Regions from separate parts of the Drosophila melanogaster genome. Here regions 1 and 3 are each linked to region 2. A link is a contact called in public Hi-C data. All regions are on one chromosome and are shown on one strand. The core of a region is the stretch at or near the end of the contact, and the rest is flanking DNA. Distances in the headings are between cores, read along the strand shown. Region 1 holds the start of CG11357. Region 2 holds the start of Dhc64C (Dynein heavy chain 64C). Region 3 holds the start of CG15014.

The links. A called contact is a pair of places that touch in the nucleus more often than the background predicts.
Region 1: a contact with region 2 is called in a Hi-C map of the Kc167 cell line, with 2.0 times the contacts expected there. A contact is called at or near these places in 2 of 107 Hi-C or Micro-C datasets (the Kc167 cell line and the S2 cell line) and 1 of 7 datasets of targeted methods (the Kc167 cell line).
Region 3: a Hi-C map of the Kc167 cell line shows a contact between it and region 2, with 2.3 times the contacts expected there. A contact is called at or near these places in 15 of 107 Hi-C or Micro-C datasets (the D17-c3 cell line, the Kc167 cell line, the OSC cell line and 5 more) and 1 of 7 datasets of targeted methods (the Kc167 cell line).

What each region holds. Positions count from the first base shown.
Region 1 is chr3L:4,539,707-4,543,317 of dm6, reverse strand. CG11357 reads right to left here and starts at 1,267. Exons shown (of 4, transcript NM_001259697.2): 1 at 1,214-1,267; 2 at 411-675. CG32243 reads left to right here and starts at 2,074. Exons shown (of 6, transcript NM_168094.3): 1 at 2,074-2,253; 2 at 2,307-2,395; 3 at 2,471-2,605; 4 at 2,665-3,023; 5 at 3,088-3,233; 6 at 3,287-3,611. The coding sequence starts at 2,150.
Region 2 is chr3L:4,823,829-4,827,267 of dm6, reverse strand. It overlaps Dhc64C (Dynein heavy chain 64C), which reads left to right and starts at 1,581. Exons shown (of 15, transcript NM_001274503.1): 1 at 1,581-1,940; 2 at 3,107-3,439. The coding sequence starts at 1,697. LeuRS-m (Leucyl-tRNA synthetase, mitochondrial) reads right to left here and starts at 1,415. Exons shown (of 4, transcript NM_139675.3): 1 at 1,226-1,415; 2 at 1-1,173. The coding sequence starts at 1,315.
Region 3 is chr3L:4,320,011-4,323,746 of dm6, reverse strand. It overlaps CG15014, which reads left to right and starts at 1,488. Exons shown (of 1, transcript NM_139635.2): 1 at 1,488-2,642. The coding sequence starts at 1,550. The coding sequence ends at 2,524. PMP34 (Peroxisomal Membrane Protein 34) reads right to left here. Exons shown (of 3, transcript NM_168081.3): 3 at 2,638-3,609. The coding sequence ends at 2,798. It overlaps Cip4 (Cdc42-interacting protein 4), which reads left to right. Exons shown (of 11, transcript NM_001274484.1): 11 at 1-1,256.

The DNA.
Region 1 (3,611 bases), core at 18-2,517, 280 kb after region 2:
CGGAGGACAACAAACAGGCATGCGTGCCACTGTGCCTGAACTTGTTCAAGGTCAGTCCTCAGCGACAGCGACGTGCTAACAAAAAGCGAAGAAAATTCATGTTGGAAAAAAGCACAAAAGAAGAGCACACAACAACAACGCCTCTTAAAGGCGAAGAAAAGAGCGAAAGAAGAGATAGATGCGTATATAAAAAACAAAAAAAAAAAACGCTACCCACACATGAAAGAGAGTGAGCGAGAGAGCAAGTGTCCCTCCCCGCAGCAACAATGACAACAATAGGATACTGTTCAATGGATGCTGATAAGCAAAAGTAAAAGACAAAACCCCTCGAAATCTGGAGAGATAGTATCCAAGCACTCGCATAATTAATTTCATACATTTTATGCTTTTTTTTATGTATTAATAGTCACCTGCTGGTTGTTCGCCTGGCTGCTTCCTCATTAGCCAGTCAGTCGAATCCTTGCGGGAGAGCGAGGGAAATGGCAACAAATGTGCGTTTTTAATTAATTTCCATGTGAAGCACTCACGCACACTTACACACACCCATCGCTTTGGGTAACAGTTCAAAAACAGAGTTAGAGCGAAAGAGACACCAATTGGGAGTGCTAATTCAACACACACGCGCACGCAGCACTTAATTTGTATAGATTTTTGGCATCAATTTGTTGTTGGCAGCTGGAATAAATTTACTTAACTTAACACAATTTTCAAGCTTGCACACAACCACACCAACACGAACACCTATACAGACGCGGCGAAAAGAAATGCAAAAGGAGATGAAGAGGAAGAAGAAGAAGCAGGCTGAAGGATGCTGGGCCTGGATTTCTCTTTCCTTTTTTCGCTGCCCAAAAAGGCGTTGACAGCGCTTTTATTCACTTTTAATTCATTTAACGATGGTGTTGTCCGACTTTAATTGTTTATGCGCTTGGGTTTTTTAAGAAAAACTGAATAAAAAACGGAATAACCGCCGTCACTCGTCGAAAAATTCTCGGCGCGGCTATTGTTCACTTATTATCATGTCATATTTTCCAACTGATTTGAAAGACAGTATTTTAGAGAATAAGTATACCGAGCGAGTTATCAGCGACGTGTGCAATTTTTATGCACTTTTTTAATATTTTAAGTGGAAAATAAAACACAGAGCGTTTCAGAGGGCGCTAAATTGTTTTTTGCCCGTTCGGAACTGAGTAACTGAGAAGCGTAGCGTTATTACCAGTCTTTTTCTTCTTTTTTGTTGCTGCCCCGTTCGAATTTCTCTCGCACTGTTAGCCGCTCTCAGTTGCTGTTAAAGCGGCGAAATTCACTGTTATATTTAACAGAGGCGTTGTTGTTAGTTGTAAAGAAGGGCTGTTAAGGGGAGTTGGCTTCATAAAACTTTTTGAATATTCAGAGTTAAAGAAATCTAGTTTTTAACAATATTTGTATCAAAACACATTTAAAAATATTAACATGTTCAGTATTAATATATATTATTTAAGTATAAATTTCAAAAACCCCAGGCATAAGATTTTATATACACCACTGGAATGTTAACTGAAAGCGGGAGATAGGGATGGAACTCAAGCATCGACACGCGTTTAAAATTTGGGGTGACCATTTCTATCGCTTTCTCATCTAGCTTGCCTAGATTTTCAAGATCCATCTGCCAAAATTGCTATCGATTAAAGTGCATCGGCTCAGTCGCCATTCGTAAGTTGTAAATTACGAAGAAACGCAATGATAATTGATTCAACCGATAGGAAACCTATTTTAACTTAACATTAAGATTTTAACTTTTTAAATTGCACTAATATCGTTATCAGCCAACTAAATTTTGTAATTACTTAATTACTTAATAACAAAAATTAGAATAATATTTAATTCGTTGAGTAATAATGCCTTTTATGAAACCTAATTATTTACAAACAGTCGAATGTAAACAATATTGGGGTGATCATAAACATTAAGAGATATACATTTTGATAAGTGTTTTATTTAATGTTTATTTAAATTACAAATATCCCTAATATGACTGGTAAATACATCATATTACTTAGATAGTGACAGTTCGTCAGCACTGACTATCGATAGCCGCCTTTTGTTGCAACTTCCATCTTCTACGTGCAACAGAAGAAGTTCTAGAAATAAGCAGGAATAAAAGTTTGCAAAAATGAGTGCTCCAAAAGGGGACGGAAACTTAGTTCCCACAGTCAGAGAAGTGCAGCAAAAGTTTGCCGACATCCTGGGCCATGGCAACGATATAACCTGGGATCTGTAAGTAGGATTCATCCGAAAAAATTGCAAATTATAAAGCTCAAGGTTTGCAGAATATCGTCGGGTCAAGAAAACATATTGAAGGCAAAGCTGTCTCTGCTGAATTTCGATTCTAACATGTTTCATGCGATCTGGAGTTATAGTGAGTTATAGTTATAGTAAAATTAATAATATATTCCAAATAAGCGTCATTATGTTATCTACTTTCTCATATCAGGAAAATACTCCAAAGGGCAGTCACTCACGTCTTTATTTTTTGTGATGGTTGTCAATAATGTATATGATCCCAAGCTGGCCGAAGAAAGTAGATCCTGGCGCCTGTATCCGGTGTTTCGATGCCGACGATGCGTGGGTAAGCTCGATAGTTATAAGTAAATCGAGAAATGTATTATATTTTTTTATTTGTACAAGATGAAACTGGACATTCCAGCAACATTGACTGTTGCATGTCATATGTGTCACAGTACTCAATGTCTGATTCCTGGAACCGATTTGTGACCCATACGGGGTTTGCCGCAGGTCTAATGGTCACCCCGTATCTTGGAGTTTACAAGCAAACCGATGGTCGCGTTGAGCTAAAAACGTATACTACCACTCAGATATGGCACCCAAATAAGAAAGATATACCAATAACACCCGAATCGTTGAAAAAAGCATCCAGTGTGACTAATAAACTTAGAAAAATCATCATACATTCAGTTCCATTTCTGGTTTATCCTGAAGAGGTTTTCGACTTCTGCGCCAGTGAAAAGATGCTTTCGTCGATTTTGGTATAAACTTCATATTTCATTAACATACATTCGAATTTGTTTAAATTGTTTGTCTTTCATGTAGAATCCTCATAGTTCTACACAATCTGGTGATGTGGCTGGTCTATCCGATTCCTTAGTATTATTTACGAATAATCTGTACAATTCACGCCTTGAATCGCTGATGAATAATAATAATAATGATCCCAGCATTTTTGTTAATCAGCAACGGTAGGTATCAAAGGATTCATATTGCTCGCAAATCTAAATAAAAATATTTCTAGATCGGCGTGGGATAAGATTGCTAGGGAATCATTTAAAATTGAGGGAAATGTGAATCTCATTCGTTGTTGCAATGGAGTGCCCTCAATACCGAAGCTGGATAAAATATTTCAGCCCATTGATAGCAAGATCAAGAAATCAAAAAAGGTTGTGGAGGCTGAAAAACCAGAAAATACTCCAAGTGATCTTCCAGAAATAGAAATAGATTTATCTATTAAAGTCAAGGGGCAGGAAATAAACCTGCGAGAATACGGAACCCAACTCAAGAAACATATTGCAAGCTCAGAGAGCTTCGACATTTTGATAAGTAGAATGTCAGAGCATTTG
Region 2 (3,439 bases), core at 332-2,831:
TGCTCCGCACTTTTGACAGTGTACAATAGGAATGGGAGTGCCCCAATAGCGCTGTCGTGATATCAACCAATCCTTCAGCTTTGAGGATACACGATAGCCGCCAACATTAAGGCGTGTGGCTGCCTGGAGCACCTCTTTCCTTAACATTTCCCAGTTGGCTGGACTTAGGGATTCCTCATCCTTGCCATTTGAAGTAAAAGCCAGTCCATATGAATCCCACAAATCCTTGTCTTCGCCACGGAAGCTGGGGGCTGCCAGGTAAACATCGCTCTTTGGCGGAAATGTCACTTCGTCGCTAAAGACCACAGGCATTGTGGTGCCCGCAAACGGGTTCGCTGCGCTTAGGCTGTCCGCACCCTTTAGCTTTGACAAGTGATGATTGCTGCGGAGCACGAGAAAGGCATGGGGATCTTTTAAATGCTCCGGATGGGTAGTCCACACTCGTAAAAGTCCGGAGGCGGAGGTGAGCAGGTTGAAAGCGTATCCATCACACTCTCCAATCCAGTGTCGCTGCAGGTTAATAATATCCCTCCAGTCGCGAAGCGTGGGATCCTCCAAACCGTCTAGCAATTGTTTGGCATAAGCACTCGTTCGGATAAACCACTGCCTCAAAAGCTTCTTTTCCACCTTGGCGCCCGACCGCCAGGAACAGCCGTTGGCGTCCACCTGCTCATCTGCGAGCACGGTCTTATCAACGGGATCCCAGTTAACAAGAGCCTCGTTCTGGTAGGCCAATCCATGGCGATGGAGCATTAGGAACAGATGCTGCGTCCACTTGTAGTATTTTGGACTGCAGGTGGACAATTCATGGTTCCAGTCAAAGGAGCAACCAAGTCGCTTGAGTTGTTCCTTCATCTGGGCAATGTTCTGCTCCGTCCAGGACGCGGGCTCCACCCCACGCTGATTGGCGGCGTTCTCGGCGGGCAGCCCAAAGGAATCCCAACCCATTGGCTGAAACACATTCTTGCCGCACATTCGCTGGAAACGAGCCACCGAATCGGCTATGGTATAGACGCGCACATGGCCCATGTGAAGATTGCCGGAGGGATACGGGAACATGGAGAGCACGTAGTACTTGTCCTGCGAGTCCTTGGGATTGAACTGTCCTCCACTGAGCTGCTCCCGCCAATGAGCCTCAATCCGGTGCTTGACATCACTGGTTAGCTCTGGATTCTGGAATTTAACAAAGGTCTTATTGCGTTTCTCGGATATATTATGCACCCACATCATTCCGGGTGCAGCTTTGGGTTAGCAGGCGCCGCCAGCTATTCCAGTAGACAGCTCCCCAAGGTCGTGTTCTTCTCAGTGCTTGCATTATACCGGTTTAATTGATTGAATTGCACATTTCACAATTATTGAATAACAAAATAGGAAGAACCCACTGCACTCTACAATCGAACAGCTGTTTCTCTGCATCGAGTTGCCACATCGCTCACGTGGATGGGAATTGCTCTAAGAAATTTTGGCGGGAAGCATTCCTGACTGACTGGTAACATTTCGCCCAGTTCTGTATTCTGATATCTGCCGCAACTATGGTAGCACTGGCTTTTTTGCTTTCGATTTTCAACTGAGTGGCAGGGCCGTTTACATTTTGCGAAAAAAAAAACTCACGTAATTTTTCACAGGGCGAGGCATTGTGAAAAATTAAATTGTACACCTTTTGAGGAGTATTTAATACCGAAAACCTTTGTGGGACATGGGTGACTCCTTGGAGAACCCCGATACATCGGTGGATCCAATCGTGAACCTGTCCATTGCGAACTATGATGCATTTGCCAATTATCTTCGGAAGGCGGTGACCATTTTGCTGCCGGAGGACGATGTGGTTCCCGCATCGCTGAACGATGCTCTGGACGATCCCGTCAACCAGGACACCATCCGGAAGTTCCTCTCGGATCCCCAGGTGCAGGCGCTTTACGTCCAACGCAATTGCATTAAAGGTAAAATAAGAATTCCTGTCCCGTTGGCAAATCTAGGGTGAAAAAATGGTACCTGCACAAAATGGCGTCTTTTTGGCGAAGATAAGAAAGTTGGCAAGCTTTTCAGGCAATCTTTTTGTTATAAGTTCAAAATATTAGTTCCATATGGTTACATTGAGTCATTTATGGGTTTGCTAGCTGAATACGCAACCAGTTTTTTAAAAATCAATTTGGCAGATGTTTGAATTCCAATAAGAAATATTTTTTGGCTTGGAAGTCGAAGCTGGAATACCTTACCATGTCACTAGCAACTTGTATGAAAAATTTTCAAGCATCACAAATTCATACAGTTTTTAAAATTTAAATTCAATTACAAAAATAGGATTATTTTTTATATTACGATATTGCTAAAAAGTGCATTCAGAATTAATCGTAAAATCAGAAGGATAGCAATAATTCATGTTAGTAAATACCAACTGCATTGTAAAATCAGTGTACTGCATTAGAGGGTATAAAAACGGGTTTCTGCGCATGACGTCAGCACATATGATTCACTTCGATAACTATGAGTCGAAAGTCGCGGCAGGGCGATAAGTGCTAACAGCTGTTTTGCCGCTTGCCGGCTTTGCTTGTTTACAAGCAATTCGCCGGGAAACAGCTGGTACCTGCCAAGCAACCAGTTTGTTTACGGAAACGACCTTGGAGGCTGCGCACACCTTCCGCCGCTTCAATAGCTTTGGGAGCGACATTGACATTGGCCGAAGGCAATGCCATCGGCACATTGACATTGGCAACGGGGCCAACAGCGCGGGAGCAATGACATCGCCAAGGTCCAGCCTTGAGCGCACGAATTTCGAAGGTTTTTCCTTGGACGCTTAATTTCCGTAGGTCAACACCTTGATAATGAAATCATGCCAATGCCGTGCCATTGAGTCCAATGCCAGGTGGGCAGTAGAATGCCACTGAAAGTGGGTGAGGGGTAAATGTGGAGCCAGACATGATAAACGTAATCAACGGGAATTAGTTTTCCTTTGAAAGTTCAATAATGGACGAATAAGTCAACGGATTTATTTCAATTGGCTAATAAAAAAAACCATTTTTTATTACCATATTTATTATACGTTTAATGTATTAACTGGGTGGGCCCATTATGAAATTCGATTGTTAACCAACTTATTCATTTTCAGAGGACGATTCTGAGCAGCCGGCGGAGGGCGAGGACGAGAAGGAGCAGGTAACCTACCAAATCAGCAACGATGTTCACTTCACCAACAGTCGGATGGCATCTTTGGCCTGCATCAAGCGCGGCCTGGTCGTGGAGGCGGACAAGTCGATCCATTCGCAGCTGCGGCTGATCAACTTCTCGGACGGATCTCCCTACGAGACGCTGCACGCTTTCATCAGCAAGTCCCTGGCGCCTTACTTCAAGTCGTACGTCAAGGAGTCGGGTCGTGCTGATCGCGATGGTGACAAAATGGCTCCCTCCGTGGAGAAGAAGCTGGCCGAGCTGGAGATGGGAC
Region 3 (3,736 bases), core at 239-2,738, 500 kb after region 2:
TGCACCTACGAGCAGACCTCACCTAATTGTAAGCACCGCAACGTTTCCCTCTTCACCACAACAATCATGATAACACCTATTTATATACATATATGGAAAAAGATTTATATGACACTTGAATACGTGAGAGCATGAAAAGGAAAACTTAAACTGAAACTTAAACTACAGCCGTTGGACATTAAAAGTAATCTTGTGAACACGTTCTCACGTGCAATCCATTTGGCAATGTGTTGATAATACTTACTTTTGCACGGTTCTCGGCTTTGGCCTTAGGAGCACCCGTCACCTTTCCCTCAGACCAATTTGGAAAGGCGGCAGAGTGCGATTTCCTCAAATTTAAGCACTAAAACTTTGGTAAATATGCAAAGATCAAGCGAGCGGACATCGATCCCATCCCATATATACACACACACCCGAGACTCCAGGAAATGTGGGCAAAAGTTATGGCAATCCTGCATGACATGCGGCATATGCAATTGCGGAAGCAGAAGAACGCGCTAGCTTGTTTTATATAAATAGCAACAATTGTACATTTTACTTTAAACCACTCTATGCATAATTCGTAATCTTAATTTGATGATAATTTTGTATTGCTCTTGGCCTTGTACATTTTCACACACTATGTTTAATGGGACGCGAGAAGCGCATTCATGCCGAGATAGTGCATCGATTAGTTATGTTTTAGGAATCCCTATACCATTAAGTTCACAACATTAAGGCTTAAGTCAATGCAAAGCCGGGCGGCAATGACGCCACTTTGCAATACATTTATTTATACTTTAATATGATATACCGCTGTATATTGGTAAACCACAATCAAAAACATGAAACGGAAGTCTGCGGATAAAGTCCAGGCGGAGCGAGATAGGTCTTTAGTTAGATATTCAGCAGCCTTCAGTATCTGCATTTTGTACTTTCATTTCGCATAGATATGCTACCATGCTTTAGCATTTAAGTGTGCAAACAACTGAAACTGATGAATTCTGTTTTTCTTACGTTTAATTACACGATGTAAACGAATGACGATGAACTAATCTTAGTGCGAACGCAGAAAATAAATAATTCCAAAATTCTTAAATTTATCTAATTTTAAATTCGAACCGAAAACAGGCACATACGTATTACGCTATAATGTTTACGACATCAAATGGAATGAGAGTAATTGAATTTAAGTGACAGACTACGGCAAAAGTATGTGAGAATCGTCGGCTTAATAAAAGTAACTACAATTAAAACATAAAGCTGATCAGCATTTGATCCTTTTGCAAATGGATGTTTTATTAAACTGGTTGGGAATAATTATAGAAATTTTTTTAATTTAAAAGGGCATTGATAAATGGAAATATGAAATTGTATTTTAATACCGATTAAGCAATTTCAAAATTAAAATTTTTGAAGATGAATTTTCTTTCAATACTTTTAGTTTTAAAGTGACCATATCTTCTTAATTCTGCTCTACGGATTTTAGTAGCTTCAAAGCACGGCATTACTGGCGTATTTACGGTATCACTAATTTAAACAGCCGGCGAAGCAAAATAAGTTTTATTTCATGGAGCCCGCCTCAAAAAAATCGAAAATGGGTAAAAACGTGAAGTTTAACAACAACAAGAAGAAGTATTTCCACGCCAAGAGGCAGACGCTCCAACCTGGGCAACGTGGATTCTTCGCCACGTGCAACATCAACGAGAAGGCATGTGTTCGCGAATGCTACAATTTGTTGAACCACTATGCTGACATACTTTACGGTTCGGAAAAGCCAGAGAATGAACCGGAAAAGAAGCAGCCAGAGGAAGGAGCGGGTGGTGATGCGGGAGAGGATGATCCGAAGCCAGCGGCGGGAGGCACCAGTGATGACGATGACGACTTGGAAGCAGCTGCCGCCAAATGCCGCGAGATGCTTTCGCAGCGCAAGATGCGATTCCAGAATGTAGACACCAACACCACCAACTGCGTGTTCATCCGCACCCAACTGGAGGATCCGGTCGCCCTGGGTAAACACATCATCAACGACATAGCGACCACCGGCAAGTCCATGTCCCGATTTGTCCTGCGCCTGGTGCCCATCGAAGTCGTCTGCCGCGCCAACATGCCGGACATCATCACTGCCGCCGGCGAGCTCTTCGACAAGCACTTCCTCAAGGAGCCCACCAGCTATGGCATCATCTTCAATCATCGCTATAATCAGCAGATCAAGCGCGACCAAATCATAACCCAACTGGCCGAGCTGGTCAACTCCAAGAACGTGGGTAACAAGGTGGACCTAAAGGAGGCCAAGAAATCCATCATCGTGGAGGTCTTGAGGGGCTGGTGTCTGCTTAGCGTGATCGACAACTATCTGGAGTGCAAAAAGTTCAACCTGGCCGAGCTGGCCAATCCTAGCGATAAAAAATCTTCCGGCGAAGGAGATTCCAAGTCGGAGACTTCAGAGGTCGCCAATGGCAACGATAAGGAGCAAGCTGAATCTTCAGAAGAGTCCAAGTCTAATGACGATGAGAATAAGGACTCTACTGAGAATGACAAATAAATGAAAATCAAAACCGCCCAATTAAAGATATATAGCAATGACCACACCTAGGTATAGATGGACCATCTGCTGTGCAGACGAATATAAATAAAGCATCCAGTTATTATTTACTTCTGTTAACTATTTATTCTTTTCATTTATCCATTGACGCTTAGCGACTAAACTTTGGAGAGTCTGTGTGCTGGCCATATCCTATGTCAGAATGTGTATGTTTGTGTTATAGCTTACGTTAGGATTAATTGAGTAAAACTACTTGTTGACTAGAGCCTCTTTTCAGTTGCGCTTAAGCAGCATGCCAACGGTGCCGGCTATCTTTTCGTAGGCCATGAACATCAGGGCCGCCGTGAGCACGGTTTGCAGGATCTTGGCCTCCAGACCGCGGAACAGTCCACGAATGCCCTGGTGCTGCAGTATGCTGATCATCAGCTCCAGTGTGCTCTCGGTGCGGGGCGTAGAACCCGCCGATGTGGACGGCTTCGAGTCCGACTCCTTGCTGCGATGACGCTGCTTGGTTTGGACCAACTGCAGCGGATAGGTCAGCACCGTGGCGAAGGCCTTGGCAATGGCACCAATAAAGAAGAAACTCAGACTGCCCATTTCACCGCCGGTGAAGCGCATAATGTTGCGCTTAAGCATCTCATACATCATGAACTGCAGCGCGGGATTAGAGACCAGCATCAGGGAGGGTATGGTGCCAGACCACAGACCGGCGATGCCCTCCTTTTCGGCCACGTACTTGAGACCCTCCAGCAGGTTCTTGTAGTGCTTGTTCACCTCGTCCGAGGTTCCGGCCACGTTGCGCATGCGCAGTCGCGTGTTGACCACCCAAAAGGGTGTGGTGGTGAGCACATTGATGATGCCGGCAATGCTGCCCAGGAGCAGATCCTTGAGAGCGCTGTGCTGGGATGGCGAGCCTCCCGATGCCACCGCCTTGAGGGCATGGAATGTGTAGAAGTAGACAAAGTTCGAAATGCAAAGGCTCTGCAGTACAGGACCAAGACCTCGGTACAGGGACTGGAATCCCTCGCCCAGCACGATCTCCTTGATCACTTGCCTTGTACTCCGCACATCGCCGGCTTCTTCCACTGTAAATATTTATTGGAAAAAACACTATAAGTTTTAAGCTGGGGATTCTGAAGCCAAGATTATTTCAGGTGTGTTTGGTTTTCGCGCTAATTGAACTTGTCACGCATACTACGAGTCAGTGATATT